Linked DNA regions of Zea mays: region 1 is linked to region 2. A link is a contact called in public Hi-C data. All regions are on one chromosome and are shown on one strand. Each heading gives the region's core, a stretch centred on a gene start, on an enhancer-like site or on the middle of the called end of the contact. The rest is flanking DNA. Distances are from core to core; before and after follow the strand shown.

Evidence for each region. A called contact is a pair of places that touch in the nucleus more often than the background predicts.
Region 1: a Hi-C map of leaf shows a contact between it and region 2, with 7 times the contacts expected there. The contact joins the promoter of LOC103636806 here to the enhancer-like site in region 2. A contact is called at or near these places in 12 of 25 Hi-C or Micro-C datasets (bundle sheath, ear, endosperm and 5 more) and 1 of 3 datasets of contacts at active chromatin or transcription factors (seedling).

What each region holds. Positions count from the first base shown.
Region 1 is chr8:20,113,695-20,117,476 of Zm-B73-REFERENCE-NAM-5.0, forward strand. It overlaps LOC103636806 (eukaryotic translation initiation factor 3 subunit A-like), which reads left to right and starts at 1,422. Exons shown (of 14, transcript XM_020543271.3): 1 at 1,422-1,606; 2 at 1,744-1,858. The coding sequence starts at 1,813.
Region 2 is chr8:19,883,084-19,886,991 of Zm-B73-REFERENCE-NAM-5.0, forward strand. No RefSeq gene overlaps it. Among protein-coding and RNA genes, the nearest start is that of LOC103636803, 9.9 kb to the right of the region's middle. Within about 2 kb of position 2,303, at least 15 of the 20 cell types and tissues checked have an H3K27ac peak or open chromatin away from gene starts, as enhancers often do. A contact at or near this core is called in bundle sheath, endosperm, leaf and 2 more, where this site is marked.

The sequences.
Region 1 (3,782 bases), core at 172-2,671, 230 kb after region 2:
ATCCTCCGGGGTCGGCTGCCCTTGTCCGAGGCTAGGCTCGGGCGAGGCGTGATCGAGTCGCTCGAATGGACTGATCCCTGACTTAATCGCACCCATCAGGCCTTTGCAGCTTTATGCTGATGGGGATTACCAGCTGAGAATTAGGAGTCTTGAGGGTACCCCTAATTATGGTCCCCGACAATAGTGTTGTCGTTATACACATGTTTTTTTATTACTTGTTTATGGGATTTTTGTCTAAGCAATATTGTGTACTAACATTTTATTGAATAGGTTGTGCACTGTTGCAACACACGGGCAGTGTACTAGTGTTCATTAAAACCATACTTCATTCCACACTTTCATGTACTTGATAAAGAACACAAAGCTAGAGATAATGCTAGCTAGATGCTTTTTAGCTTTGAGTTAGAGTATGTGATGTAAATTTACTTTTGTTTTGAACATTAGATAATGAACTAAACTTGCGAACTTTGTATATAGCTGATTATACTCCTTTTCCTTCTAACAAACTGATTTTTAAACGAGGTAGTCATTGCATAACTTTGTAACTTAATATAAATATTAAGTTTGCTTTTGGTCAAATTTATTTGTCTTATCTTTTATTTGTTTTATTAATTTTATATTGAATTTAAGGATTTGATGTGAATTTCGAGCAAAAAATTAAATTTCGGGCCGCTCGAAATGAGCCCGGCACGTTTAAGCAATTGCGTGCCAGACCGTGGACTAGACCCGTGGGCTAGCCCGACACGACCCGAAATTCAAACAGACCAGCCCGACCCAAAATTTAAACGGACGGGACCATTTCAGGCTTGGGACAGGCGACCCGAATGTACACATATAGATGTGAGAAATATGGCATCATGATGGCATTGGTAGTTAATATTCTCTAAAGTTGCAAGGGCAGTGAGTAAAAAAACCAAATGAATAATCTCAAATAAGCACCTAATGGACTGCTAATAGATTATAATAATCTAGGAGCCTAGATTATATAATTCGCCCCAATAAGCTGTGCTGTTTGTTTGCTTCTTAGCTTATTTAAGCTGGATTAATCTAGTGAATTAATTTAGCGGGCGTTTGGATCTCTTCATTTTAGAGAAATTGAAATTCACTAAATAAAGTAATTTATTTAGTTTGGAATTTGACATTCCACTACTTTCCAAAGTTTAGATACAAGCCTATTTTAAATTCATAGAGTGGATTATGGAAAATGATTTTATGTATTGGTAGAATTTGTTTCTACTCTGTAACTTACATGACACTCTTCGTTTTACTCCTCTATAGTAAAAATGTAGCACATAAATATTTACAACATCTTGATAATAATAATATACAAATATATTTTACATAAAATTGAATTAGATTAATTAATATATGTTAAAATTATTATTATTAGAATATAATTCAATTTCAATGATTCAAACGCGGAGTACTGGTAAACAAATACGGACTAAACCAGGTCCATTTATACCGCGAATTAACCCTAACCGCCAGCCGCGCCTTTTCCTCTCCTCCCGGTGCCAGCCGCCGTGCGCGCTCTCTTCGCCCTACGGAAGGTGCGGAGGTGCCGAGATCTTGCTCGATCTCTTCGGCGGCGAAGAGCGCCAACCAGGTACTCCCACCACATTCACTTCCCTGTCTGCTGTACGAAACCGAGTTATCGAACTCTATCCTCAAATTATTTCGATGTTTGATGCCTACCACATTCTAACCTAATTATCGGCTGTACATGTACATGCCTTTTACTAGATCCGCCCTGTTTGTTGGTGTGGCGCCGGAGCAGGAGTAGGTCGCGGCCACAGAACCCTAGGAGCGACCATGGCGACTTTCGCGAAGCCTGAGAACGCGCTCAAGAGAGCCGAAGGTGAGTCGCTGGGACTTGGCTCGATTTTTATTCGCAGGTGGTTGTCGTGGCGGACTCGCGGTAGTGTTGAAGTTATGCCTTTCACATTCTGGATTTGTTAGGCACTTGCGAATTACGATAATGTGATGATGTTTTTGTTACCTGCTCTGATTAGATAGAATAAATTTACTGTTGACGAAGCTACTGAGTGGTAGGTTCTAAATGTTAGGTTAGTTTGGAAGTTGTATAGATAAGCGTCACTGCATACAAACGTGAAGCTTGTTCAACTCCAACACCGATTGTCATGTTTTGGATATCTCTAACGGAGACATTTCGGAGGCACTAGTGCTTAGTCTTATCCTAAGATGTGATAATAAGGGGAAGAGAGGCAGAGGAAGGCCAAATTTGACATGGGAAGATGCAAAATGAGACTGGAAAGGATGAGCTCTGAATAGGAGCGAACGGGAACCGGATTCTGTTGGGATTTAACTCTAGTCTACCCCAACTTTCTTGGGACTAAGAGGCTTTGTTACATGGGGTAATCTGATCCATTGAGTTTTTTTTGTTTTGTTTTGATGAATTATGTCATGTAATTGGTGGTGAAGCTAGAGAGATACATAGAGGGGTGCAAGAGGAGTTCAGAATTTCGATCAAATGGCTAAAGAAATTGCAAACTAAAATTTCAGTTAGAAATACCTTTTTATAAATGGCACAATGTATATCAGAGTCCTATAACATGCATCTGCGCCTATCTTTAATAATTTATAAAAAGCGCCCACCACCCAAACCTATATTGTACTAGATCTAGGTATGAAATCAGAAATCCCACTCCACTAGATAAGAGTATTGTAAAGTTTATGTACCATAAAAATGATTTAATTTACCTGAAAACAACCTGGAAGGCTTGAATTTGAGCATTCTTGTGATTGTGATCGCCAATTTAAAAAAAACTTGCAAAGCAGTGTTGCAATACCTTAGAGTGAGAATAATGGAGTGATAAAAATGTTTACCAAAATGAAGTTCACTATTAATATCGGTTACTGGCTTTGTAGCATTGTTGGTAACTTGGTATTATCTAGCTATGTTGTTTTCCTTTCATAAAAACGGTTCCCTCAATCAAATGTTCTTAGTTGGCAATTTAAATGTTAAAATCTATGACATGTACTGATTCCTATGATTTACAAGGACATGTAAATTTTCCCAATGTTTAAAAACATGTATCTTTTGCAATGATTGTCAAACTAGGACATGGTTTTTGAGGCGCTGCGGCGTCCTGTGGCGCTGGGGGTACGCCTGGACGCCTTATAGGCGATGCCTAGGCGATATGGCATAGCTAAAACCCTGTGGTACCCCACGGTGCCTGTAGTACACCTCAACACCATGAACTAGGAAATGATACCATGAGTGCATTAAAGATAGGTGGAACTGAAGTATTCAACCATAAATTTCACCAAATCAGTACCAAATTTTCTCTTATCTCTCTATTGTTTATTTTGGAGTCGGACGACAGTGAGTTTGGCGATGAGCGACTGACTGGCCACTCTCAATGCTGTGTCGTAGCTGAGGTGGTCATAGTTGCAGGCCTGGCCACATGGGGATATCGGTTGTTGGAGGCATATGAAGGAGGTACGGTTACAGTGGCTATTAGTCGACACAATGCAGAGAGTCTGAGAGACCGTCACTGGGCTAGACGGGCAACTCGTGTATGCAAATGCAACGATGCAAGGAGATGAACGGAGGGGAAAGACACAGTTGCAGATTGTCACATGCGGATGATCTTTCTCTCTCCAGTGAACAGTTCAGTCACAGGGTTGTCTATCTCAATCGTACTGTTCACTGGGCTGGGGGTGCAATATTTCGGGCTGTGGGGAGGGGGGCATGAATGCCTGAAAAATCGGTATACCAATGAAAACGGAAATGGCGGAGGTCGGGTGGAGTGGGGTGC
Region 2 (3,908 bases), core at 1,053-3,552:
CAAATATCGAAGCGCCATACAAAGTTGCCAAGTCGGCTTAAACTTCGTCTAAAAAATGTAATCAGGCGCGCAATTTTAGATTAGCGGAAGGAAGGGTGAAAAGTTAATGTAAAAAATGAAGATTTGGTCTGTTGTTCTTTGGTCTATTCGAGGCGACGCTTTAATTTGTCGCTATATAAGAAGGAGCAAATGCAACTATGCAAGCCAGCCATTCGCGTCCGTTGCGACTTGCGAGAGCTCGGTCTCGTTCACTCAGCTAGTCACTAGTCAGCTAGCTCATTGAGCGGGGGAAGAGGCTCGGGGTCCGGTCCGGTCCGGTCCGGTTCGGCCATGGCGACGCGGTGGCAGCGCTGCGCGCAGCTGCTCTCGTCCCACCCGTACCACGCCGCGATATCGTCCTCGCCGTCCTTCTCCCTCGGCGCGCGCGACGACGACGACGGTGATCACGCCGCCGGAAGCAGCCTCGCGCCGCCGCACGACAGCGGCCGCGTCGCCGTCGCCGGCGCGCTGGCCTCGCCGCGGACGGCCAGCGAGCTGCCCCCTGGCGCGGTGCTCGCCTCCGACCGCTTCTTCGTCTCGCCGGCGCCCACGGCCTCGCTCGTCGACGACACGGCGGCCGCGGGCGAGAGCGATAGCGAGGCCCTGCGGGGGGCGGTGCTGGTGGAGACGTACGCGAGCGACCCCAGGGCGCAGTTCCTGGAGTCCATGGCCGGCATGGCGGCGGCGTGCGGCGCCGAGGGGATGCCCGAGCCGGAGTACCGCGAGTTCATGGAGGAGCTCCTGTCCTGCTACCTGGACCACAACGACCGCCGCGTCCACCGCCACGTCCTCGCCGCCTTCGCCGACCTCACCGCGCGCCGGTGGCCGCCCAAGCGGAGGCGGCCCATCCTGGAACTGATGAAGATGAATCCTTGTGTTAGCGGCAGATGGTAACGATCAGATTCAGATAGTTCGTCGAGAAGCAGCTGTACAGATTTTATTTACATTGTCGTAAGAACAGAACTAAATTCTACTAGTTCCTTCAGAACTAGCTAGAGAGGTCAGGTGTGTCCCCATGCTCAATCCAGAAAAATATAGCAAGTTATTAAAGTACCCCGTCAAAGATAAAATTTTGGTGGTTTTCAAAAAAAAAAAAACGCCATTCCCAGCCCGTTTCTAAATATAAGGCGTTTAGAATAATCTATTTAATTTAAAGTTATACACGTCAAATGTTCAAAAGAAAAATAAAGTGAGTGCTGCCTCCAGCTACCTCCATCTCAAAACACAGTAACTTGCGAGCTTGTTCTAAATCAAACAATATAGATTTAATAAAGTCTATAAAGAAATTAATAACAACTAGAACGTGAAGAAGTAAAATAAAAGTAAGAATACATTCCGTAATAATCGATCCAGGATGTTCATTTCAAGTCGTTCTTTTTTTTTCTATACATCCAATCAAACTTAAAATTGTTTAATTTTAAAAAAAGAATTGGAATTTCTTATTTTAAGATCGAGGAAGTATCAGATTGACTATGGGCATAATAAGATCATCGACAGAGTGCCCATATATTTGCCCTTGCACTTAGGTATATAGTGACTTTACGCGGATGGCAAAAGCTAGAAAGTCTCAAGAAAACGCCGATTTGAAAGTATATTTGGCACGAACAGTGGCAAGTGGTGGGTGGACTTATGACGGAGTGCCACCTCATCGCTAGGAAACAATTAGAACGTGTTTGGATTGTGGTTTGCTAGTAAAACAAACCCATGTCTGGCAATAAATCCTGGTCCCTGACGCACAAAATAGGACGCCTGCATAGTACTACTATATGTCTGGGCCAGATATAGCCTTTTCAAAAATGTCAAACTTAAACAAACAGGCTCCTTTGGATATAATAGAATATAGCACTTTGTTCAAATTGTTAATCGTTTTTTTATAAATATAACATTTTTATTATAAATCTATACATCATATCTCTATCTATATAAATTATGTATTTAGAAATTAGAACCACACTGCGTTGACCTCCTTTGGAACGGAAATTTTTAATGCTTTCATATGTTTTTTCTATAAAGTTCATACATTTAAAAACAGCCCTAAAATCGAGATGATGTTGCAGGCTAGGATTCATGAACCTGCTTGGGTCGCTCAGTGCAACAATCAGAAGAAGCATTCATCAGCTAGATTTCTTGGTGGCGATGCGTCGCAGTCCATACGCATATGTACAAACGGACAAACCACCAATACAAGTGGGTCAGAGGTACCCCCCATGACTCTGTGAAGATAACTCATCAGCAATGGGGAAAACGCCGGTGCTGTCTGCGTCTGATTTCCATACGCCCGTACAGGTGGAAGTGCCTAGTGACGCTAACCGTGCGGAATTTTCAACCGCTCCCACACGCAACCGAGCCTCTGCTGAATCCGCACTGTAGGAAACGGTGACCCAAGAACGGGCGAATTAGGATTACTAAAATTTTCTTTAAATTAGATCATAAATAAAACTTTGGAGTCTTTCTCTTCTAAAGGTCCTTAAAAATACGACTAATCATCTGTTTTTAGCATAACATGAATTGCTACAGGGAGCTTCGCCTTCAGGACGGAGATTTTCTCCCATGTCAAAGGTATACATGACCAATATATTGCCTAAAGATAATAAGAATGAACGCTGAAGCTATAGGCGAAGAGTAACAGTTTCAGCTTAAAATGATGATGAAGACCAAACATAATGCTAACCGAAAGAAAAAAAGACTAGCTAGTCCCTAATGATTTATGTTATAGCTATGAGTAAATGTTAACGACACGAATGTACTTTTACTCGGGCTGTGTCCCGTGCCTATAAATAGATAAACAGTAGCACCGTACTGTTCACACTGAATTGTAATCGCTCTCGCATCTTCACCTTCGAACAAGCCGAATGTATCAATGTAATACAAACTTTGCTAATGTTCATATATGTATTATGAAATACATATATGTAAGAGCCAATAGATTACATTCATTGTCTTTATGTATTCTTATCCTCATGAATCATGAAGGCATGTCCTTCATGACATTCGTCTGAAGATTATTATATCCAAAAGGAGATAATATTTTGGAGGACGAAGGTCCTTAATCCTTAACAATTATGTTGCCTTGTTCTTGACTCACAACATTTGAGAACAAGTGACCAACACTATACAAATAATCAAACTAGAATGTGCAAACTAGGTTTTGGCTAAGTGTTGCTATCTCTACCGCAAAGACTAAGTTTCAATCATAAACAATTTAATTATAAAGACAAGATTAAAACTTAAATGCTTAATAAAAATGTGGAAGGTAGAGATGCAATCTCTCGTGGATGATACTGATATTTTTATCGAGGTATCCAGAACCACGCAAGGTTCCGACTAATCCTCGTTGGTGCCCCTACGCAAAGGGTAGCTCGCGTGAGGGCCAAACACCACGGTCGAGTAAATCCGTAGAGAGTCGCGGACCTTCTCCATACGCAAGTGGTGCTTCACTTCCGGCTCCTCTCGGACGCTCCCCGCCGTCTCCACTATCGAGCTTCCGGCCGAAACGCCGCGAGCCTCGTTCCCTTCAGTACACGGTGGCGGCCATGACAAAACGCGGTTGTCACGGTCTCGCAAGACTCTCGTCCCACTCGGTACAATTACAACGGCTCACGCAAGAGCGGAGGGGTTGTGTGGTTTTTCTAAACTCACTCAACTAACTAGGATTCACTTAAAGCAAGCGCTAATGCAGTCTAACTAACCTAAGCACTTCGCAAAGCACCTATGCTAATCACTGAGTGATTATATTAAGCACTTGGGTGTATGAGCACTTAGAAACGTCTACAATATGCCTTGGTATATTGCTTGGGCTCACACACCTTCAAATGACAGGTTGGGTGAAGTATTTATAGGCCCCAACTCAATTCTAGACGTTGGAGAAA